Regions from separate parts of the Siniperca chuatsi genome. Here region 2 is linked to region 1. The links are chromatin contacts, called in public Hi-C maps. All regions are on one chromosome and are shown on one strand. Each heading gives the region's core, a stretch centred on a gene start, on an enhancer-like site or on the middle of the called end of the contact. The rest is flanking DNA. Distances are from core to core; before and after follow the strand shown. Region 1 overlaps si:ch73-61d6.3 (occludin). Region 2 holds the start of ushbp1.

What was found. Hi-C and Micro-C count contacts between places; a contact is called where the count stands out from the background.
Region 2: a contact with region 1 is called in a Hi-C map of an unstated tissue, with 5 times the contacts expected there. The contact joins the promoter of ushbp1 here to the enhancer-like site in region 1. A contact is called at or near these places in 2 of 3 Hi-C or Micro-C datasets (skeletal muscle and an unstated tissue).

The regions. Positions count from the first base shown.
Region 1 is chrLG6:9,931,880-9,934,872 of ASM2008510v1, reverse strand. It overlaps si:ch73-61d6.3 (occludin), which reads right to left. Exons shown (of 9, transcript XM_044199086.1): 8 at 2,454-2,495; 9 at 685-2,164. The coding sequence ends at 2,063. Among protein-coding and RNA genes, the nearest start is that of LOC122877485, 14 kb to the left of the region's middle. Within about 2 kb of position 1,497, the one cell type or tissue checked has an H3K27ac peak away from gene starts, as active enhancers do.
Region 2 is chrLG6:9,969,172-9,972,164 of ASM2008510v1, reverse strand. It overlaps ushbp1, which reads left to right and starts at 1,375. Exons shown (of 14, transcript XM_044200166.1): 1 at 1,375-1,587; 2 at 2,500-2,723; 3 at 2,976-2,993. The coding sequence starts at 1,582.

The sequences.
Region 1 (2,993 bases), core at 248-2,747:
TTGTTTATTTAAACTTGACAGTAGCAGAGCCAGCTATTATTACTTATTGATCAAATTCCTGTTTCCCAGATTGGCAGAAAAACCTCTGTTGATTAGCATTATCTCTTCTGGTCTCATCAAATGGAGAAAAACTATTGTCCCACAATGCAATGCACAAATCAAACAGAGGTACTACACACAGCTGAAAACATTTTTAACAAATAGCAGATGGTGGTGAAACAGTGACACAAAGATCTAGGACATATGAAACAAAATATAAATATTACATCTTTTATTCTGCTTTCTCTTTGTGAAGTTTAATTTAATCCAACATTACACTGTGATTGATTTTTGTATAATTTCCTGCAAGGATAAAATGAAAAAAGTTTATTATTTTTGTAAACTGCAGTATAGAGTATACAATGAGAATTACAAGCACATACTGTATACAATGAGGGTGTGGTATGGAATTGGGACACAGCAAACAGCTCTAGTAAAAGGTTTTCAAAGTAGTTTACCAAAAGAGGGCAGCAACAGCTTACGCTGAGCCAACTGTGATTGGATCAACAGTGTTCCCTGACAGAAAGTCTTCCTGCTCTCCCTGCTGGACGCTCGCTGCAGATGCACAGGGCTGCAGATATCTCCAAACCAGGAGGGTCAGCAAAACATGGAAGAAGTAAAAATATAAGATATGGGCTTAACACATTTTTAGATAATTAGAAATGTTTATTACTTACTGAATTCAATACTTTTTAGACATCATACCTTATGGAAGTTTACAGTTACAAAAAATGGTCTTATAATAGCATCAACGAAAATAAATTCATATAAAAATAAATGGCTTGCAAATGGTTTGTAAAACGACAACATGTTCTTCATAAAAAATAAAAATGCATGACAAATCAAAAGTGTGTCTAAACAATTTTATAACTTACACTAGATCGTAACACTTTGAACAATAAGTGGATTAATACAACAAATATTAACACACATGGAATCAGCAGATGATCATTTTCACTTTTGCTTATAGACAATGACAGAAACAGTGTTTTCCAGTTTGTTGAGGAGTGTGTATGATAAGAAATATAAAAATAGTCTGGATGTTTTTACTAACTGGCATAGCTTAAGCACATTTTGAGTGACCAAAGATTAAAAAACAAGCCACTATGGGTCTTTAGTATGTACAAATAACAGATAATATCATCACAAATGCTAAGATATCTGGTGAATCTAATAGACAGATACAAACTGTAAATTTGTTCTTGGTGCATAGTATGATAAGGATTCATTAAAAGTATATACAGTATAACAATGCAACACTTATCTACCCTTTTTGGTCTCACTGGATCTATGATAATCAGTATCAAAATCTTAGTTTTGACAAAAAGCCAGCACATAGGAAAAACATACACGGCCCCCGGCAGAAAACGGTTAACTGCACTGACGTTGAAGTTAGTTACAAACACTGATGCAGAAGATGAGAAACTAAAGCTCATTTGTGACAAAGATAACGCTATGCCAAGGGTTAAAAGAAACTGCGTATTTGCTCGCAAACAATCCCAGCAACCCGTCTCACCCATTACTACATTCTCTACAATACTGTTCCTCCTCTTATCTGTGGAGATAAATAAAGAAAAGTTGCCAATCTGGAGAGCAAACAGAGCCACAGAAACTGAGCACAGTGTTACCACAGGTGACTGAAGGTGAGGTGACTTTCAAACACACCCTCTGATCGTCACAAGTGGCTGACAACTGCAAGCAATGAGCTGGACCTTTCAGAAAAAAATGGCAGTGTGGAAGTGGCTACAGCTGAGGGTCCTGCTTCCATTTTCTTACAAAAAAAGTAGTTATTTATACATAACTGATCAGAGTGAATGAAGGAAAACACAAGATCATTATTATTAACATACAGTATGGTCCCTATGTGTGTGTGTGAGTGTGTATCCAGTGTGTGTTGGTTCTGTACAGGTAACTTTGGTCCACACGTCACAGAGTCTTTGTAGTATTTTGGAGTGTATCTTGGCCTCTGTCTGTGAGTGTTTGCTGTGTAGACCACAGAGCTGAGTGTCAGGACTCAGTGGATTCATGAGTGGTTCTTGTCGTAGTTCTTCACCATGCGTTTGATGTGGAACAGTTTGTGTCTCAGCCTGCGACACTGTTTCTTCTTAGACTGGTAGTCTGGTGTCTACAGAGCAGAGAGAGCACAGATGAGTCATCTAATACTACAAAACAGTGAAAATGTTCTTCTGCTTTTTAAAAAAAAGTAATAAAAGCTATGAGAGACTAGGAAAAAGGTTAGAGAGAACAGAAAGCAATTACAGAAATTTTATGTGCAAAAGAATACTACGAAAAATAAATTAGCTGGTTGTTAGAAACTACATCTGTAATACTTCCATAAATAACTGCAATATATCTTTTATAAAGTCGTTATGGAGTTTAGTTTATAAAATGTATCATCAGAGATTTCTCCTCACCTGCTTCAGATCCTTCAACTGATTATATTCCTCTGCTACAGCCTGTGGAAACATGAGGAAAAAACATTTGTTACGATCACGTGCCTGTCACTTACAAACTGAAGGTTGAAGGAATGTTGTTTTTTCCTGTTTGTGCATATGGGACCTTGATGATCACCAATGGAGTCTCTCTTAGATTATCTTCAAATCTTTGTGTGTCTATCTGAGTCTTTGCGATGTAAACTTGCATCTATTCGCCAGCATTAAGAATTGTGGCACGTAGCAGGAGATTGAGGACTGAGATATTCCAACGATATCCTAAAGCACTCAGTTGTGTGGTCAAAGAGGGAACATTTTATTTGAAGCAAAGTCAAATATGTTGGATATGCGATCTGGTTGAACTAATCTATGCAGTGACTCAACAACTGAGAATCTAATTGTGCAAATGCTCAAAGTTATGGGTGTTAAACTCTTATTTTAATGATTCCCTTTGTTCCTTCTGTGCACCATATTAGCACAATTTCCTTTATCGATTCTTAAAACTTCAGGAAATTCAGTACA
Region 2 (2,993 bases), core at 126-2,625, 37 kb before region 1:
TGGAAGAAGTACCAAGATCTTTTACCAAAGTAAAAGTAGCAATACCACAGTGCAGACATACTCTGTTCCAAGTTCTGCATTCAAAATTTTACTTAAGTATCAGCATCAAAATATACTTAAAGTACTAAAAGTAAAAGTACTCATTATGCAGAATGTCCCATTAAAGAATAATGCATGTTATATATTGGATTATAATTATTGATGCATTAATGTGTTCATTACTTTAATGTTGCAGCTGGTAAAGGTGGGGCAAATGTTTTACTATATATACTGCCAGGTAGCTTGTGAATTTCACCAAAGTATCAATAAAGTCTTATCTTTATCCATAATAATGCATCATCATTTATTTGTTGATTATATTTCGTATTATTAATCTGAATCTGCAAAGTAAATAGTAACTTAAGGTATCAAATAAATGTAGTTATTAAAAACACATTCCTGCATTAAAAGGAAATTTAGCACTTAGTTTAGCATTTAGTCTGGAGCAGCCAGCTCCATGGCTTAATACTTTTAGTTGAGGTAAATTAATACTAATACTCTTTGCCGTAAACAGAGACATAGAAAACCATAACACTTTAACACATCTATTAAGTCAGTGTCATGGTCCAAATTCATTGTAACTTTATGTATTTTTCTAACATCATAGTAAATACTTCTATCAGTGTTTTGCTGAGTAGCTACAGAATGTAACTAAGAACATTTACAAGTACTGAACTTACATAGTTACTATAGTTACTAGTTACTTTACAAATCAAGATTTTTGTATAAAAACATTTGAAGAGCTTAAAATAAAAAAATATGATGTTTTGTTATAAATTAAACTACCCAACAGTTTAACAAGCACAGCTGAAACGATTAGTTGCTTAATCAATTTGTCAATTCATCAGAAAATTTATTAGCAACTGATAATTGTTTACGTCATTTCATGGTTCCAGCTTCTTAATTGTGAGGATTTACTGCTACTCTGAATTTTTACAAACCAAACAATCAATCAATAGATTAATTGAGAAAATAATCAGCAGATTAATCCATAATGAAAATAATCATTAGTTGCATGCCTTTACAAAATAGTTAAAAAATAACTCCAACTCAACCAACTACAACATGAGTAATAATAATCTGGTGATATGGTGATATCTGGTCGCCATTTTTCTGCATTGAGTACTTTTACTTTTAATACTTTAAGTATATTTTCCTGATTATACGTACATACTTCTGCTTAAGTAAAATGTTCAATGCAGGACTTTTACTTGTAATTTCAGTATTTTTAGTACATTAGTACTTGTACTAGGCATGGAAACTAACTGTGGACAAAACAGGAAAGGACACAAGGTGACGGGGAATGGGTGGGGATGACTTTCTGAGTGTTTTCCACTTACTTCATTCATCACACTAAACACTGTTTGGCAGACATGCAGAGAGCAGACTGCAGTAGTGGCTGACTAACTATTGGAAAATATGCTGACACAAAACAGCAGGACTGAAGAAAACATGGTCTCATTTTGTCAAATGTTTAATTGTAGGCAGTGAACGACCACAACAGGAACTAAATCACTGCTGCACACATCAGGATCAAGAAGTATGGAGGTAAGTATGGAGGTACAAACTGAATGATTATACAAAATTACAGCATCTTGCATTGACATGAAACCTGATCTGACTATTGTGAATTCGGCGCAGAATGTTTAATGAGTAATATTGCTGACTGAGTGGTATCAATGCATTATATATATGCATCACATGAGTGGTGTCCTTCCCACATTCAAATACTCAGGTGAATTTGAGACTCTAAATTGCCAGAAATTGTAAATGTGAGTGTTTGTCTGGTGACCTTATGACCTTATTGCCCAGTGCATGCTTGCTAGCCTTTCTGTGACTGAATAGTAATAGGTGGGTAAAGTGGATGTATTACCGGCTGGATAAGGAATTTAAAGTATGTCACCAACTATTGCCTGCACAATATATGTTAAAATTCATGTGATTCAAAGATAAGCATTGCAAATTGTATCATTTTGACATATTGGCAGGCATCATATGTAAAGAAAAGAGAAACACTTTGTTCTAATTTAATGTTTTAGGCCTTTAGCCAACATTCTTTGAGCACAACAAAAGATGGTTTGGTCCACAAATATTTGCTAGGCAGGAAGTTGGATCTCAGGATGTTTGAGTTTCCTCCTTTTCCGCTGCTTAAAACAATAGCCGCTAAATAGTGCGGCAACAATGTCTGGTTCAAGAACATAACAGATTTTTAATGTGGATGCATACTGAGGGATTATTTTGCTAAGTTAATTATGAGCCACTCTTCACTGGAGGATGATTATTCACAGGCAGCAAGAACATACATGTTATGTGTGTTATAATTATACACATGAATAGAACTGAAGGGAAAAAAGAAGAAATTTGCTTTAATATCCAGTAAAAAAAAATTAAAATAATGACTCAAATAAGGCCCACCAAGTTATTTTCTTACAATCCAAATACAACTTCCTGTTTCTGCAGGATTCCAGCCTGGTCAGATGTGACAGCCTGGATACTGGGTCAGGGTGTGATGGGGAGGTGATGACCCTGATCGACCATATGACCCTTGACCCTGAGGATTCTGACCCCACAGCAAATCTCGAGCCTTCACCAGCAGAACTGGCTCAGTGTGAGGCTGAAGTGGGCACGCTGCTCAGCATCATTGCTGAACTGAACAAGAAAATGGGGTCATTAAAGGCACCAAGGTAACGTTAGTGAAAAGAGCAATTAGATGTGGATTTGCCTGTGTGATTTTTGAAACTGTGGCACTGATATGAGCCATAAAATGGATCTGAATGAATGGATTTGGGTTCATCCCAAATTTTGGTGGAACCATGTTTGTGTTTGTTCTTACATATTTTCCCAACAATAAATGATTGCTTGATGGTCTGCTTATAGCTTGTCTCAAAATAAACACAGTGGAACTTACTAGCAAAAATGCTACTGGTATTCTGCAGTGAACAAGGGGACCTGAG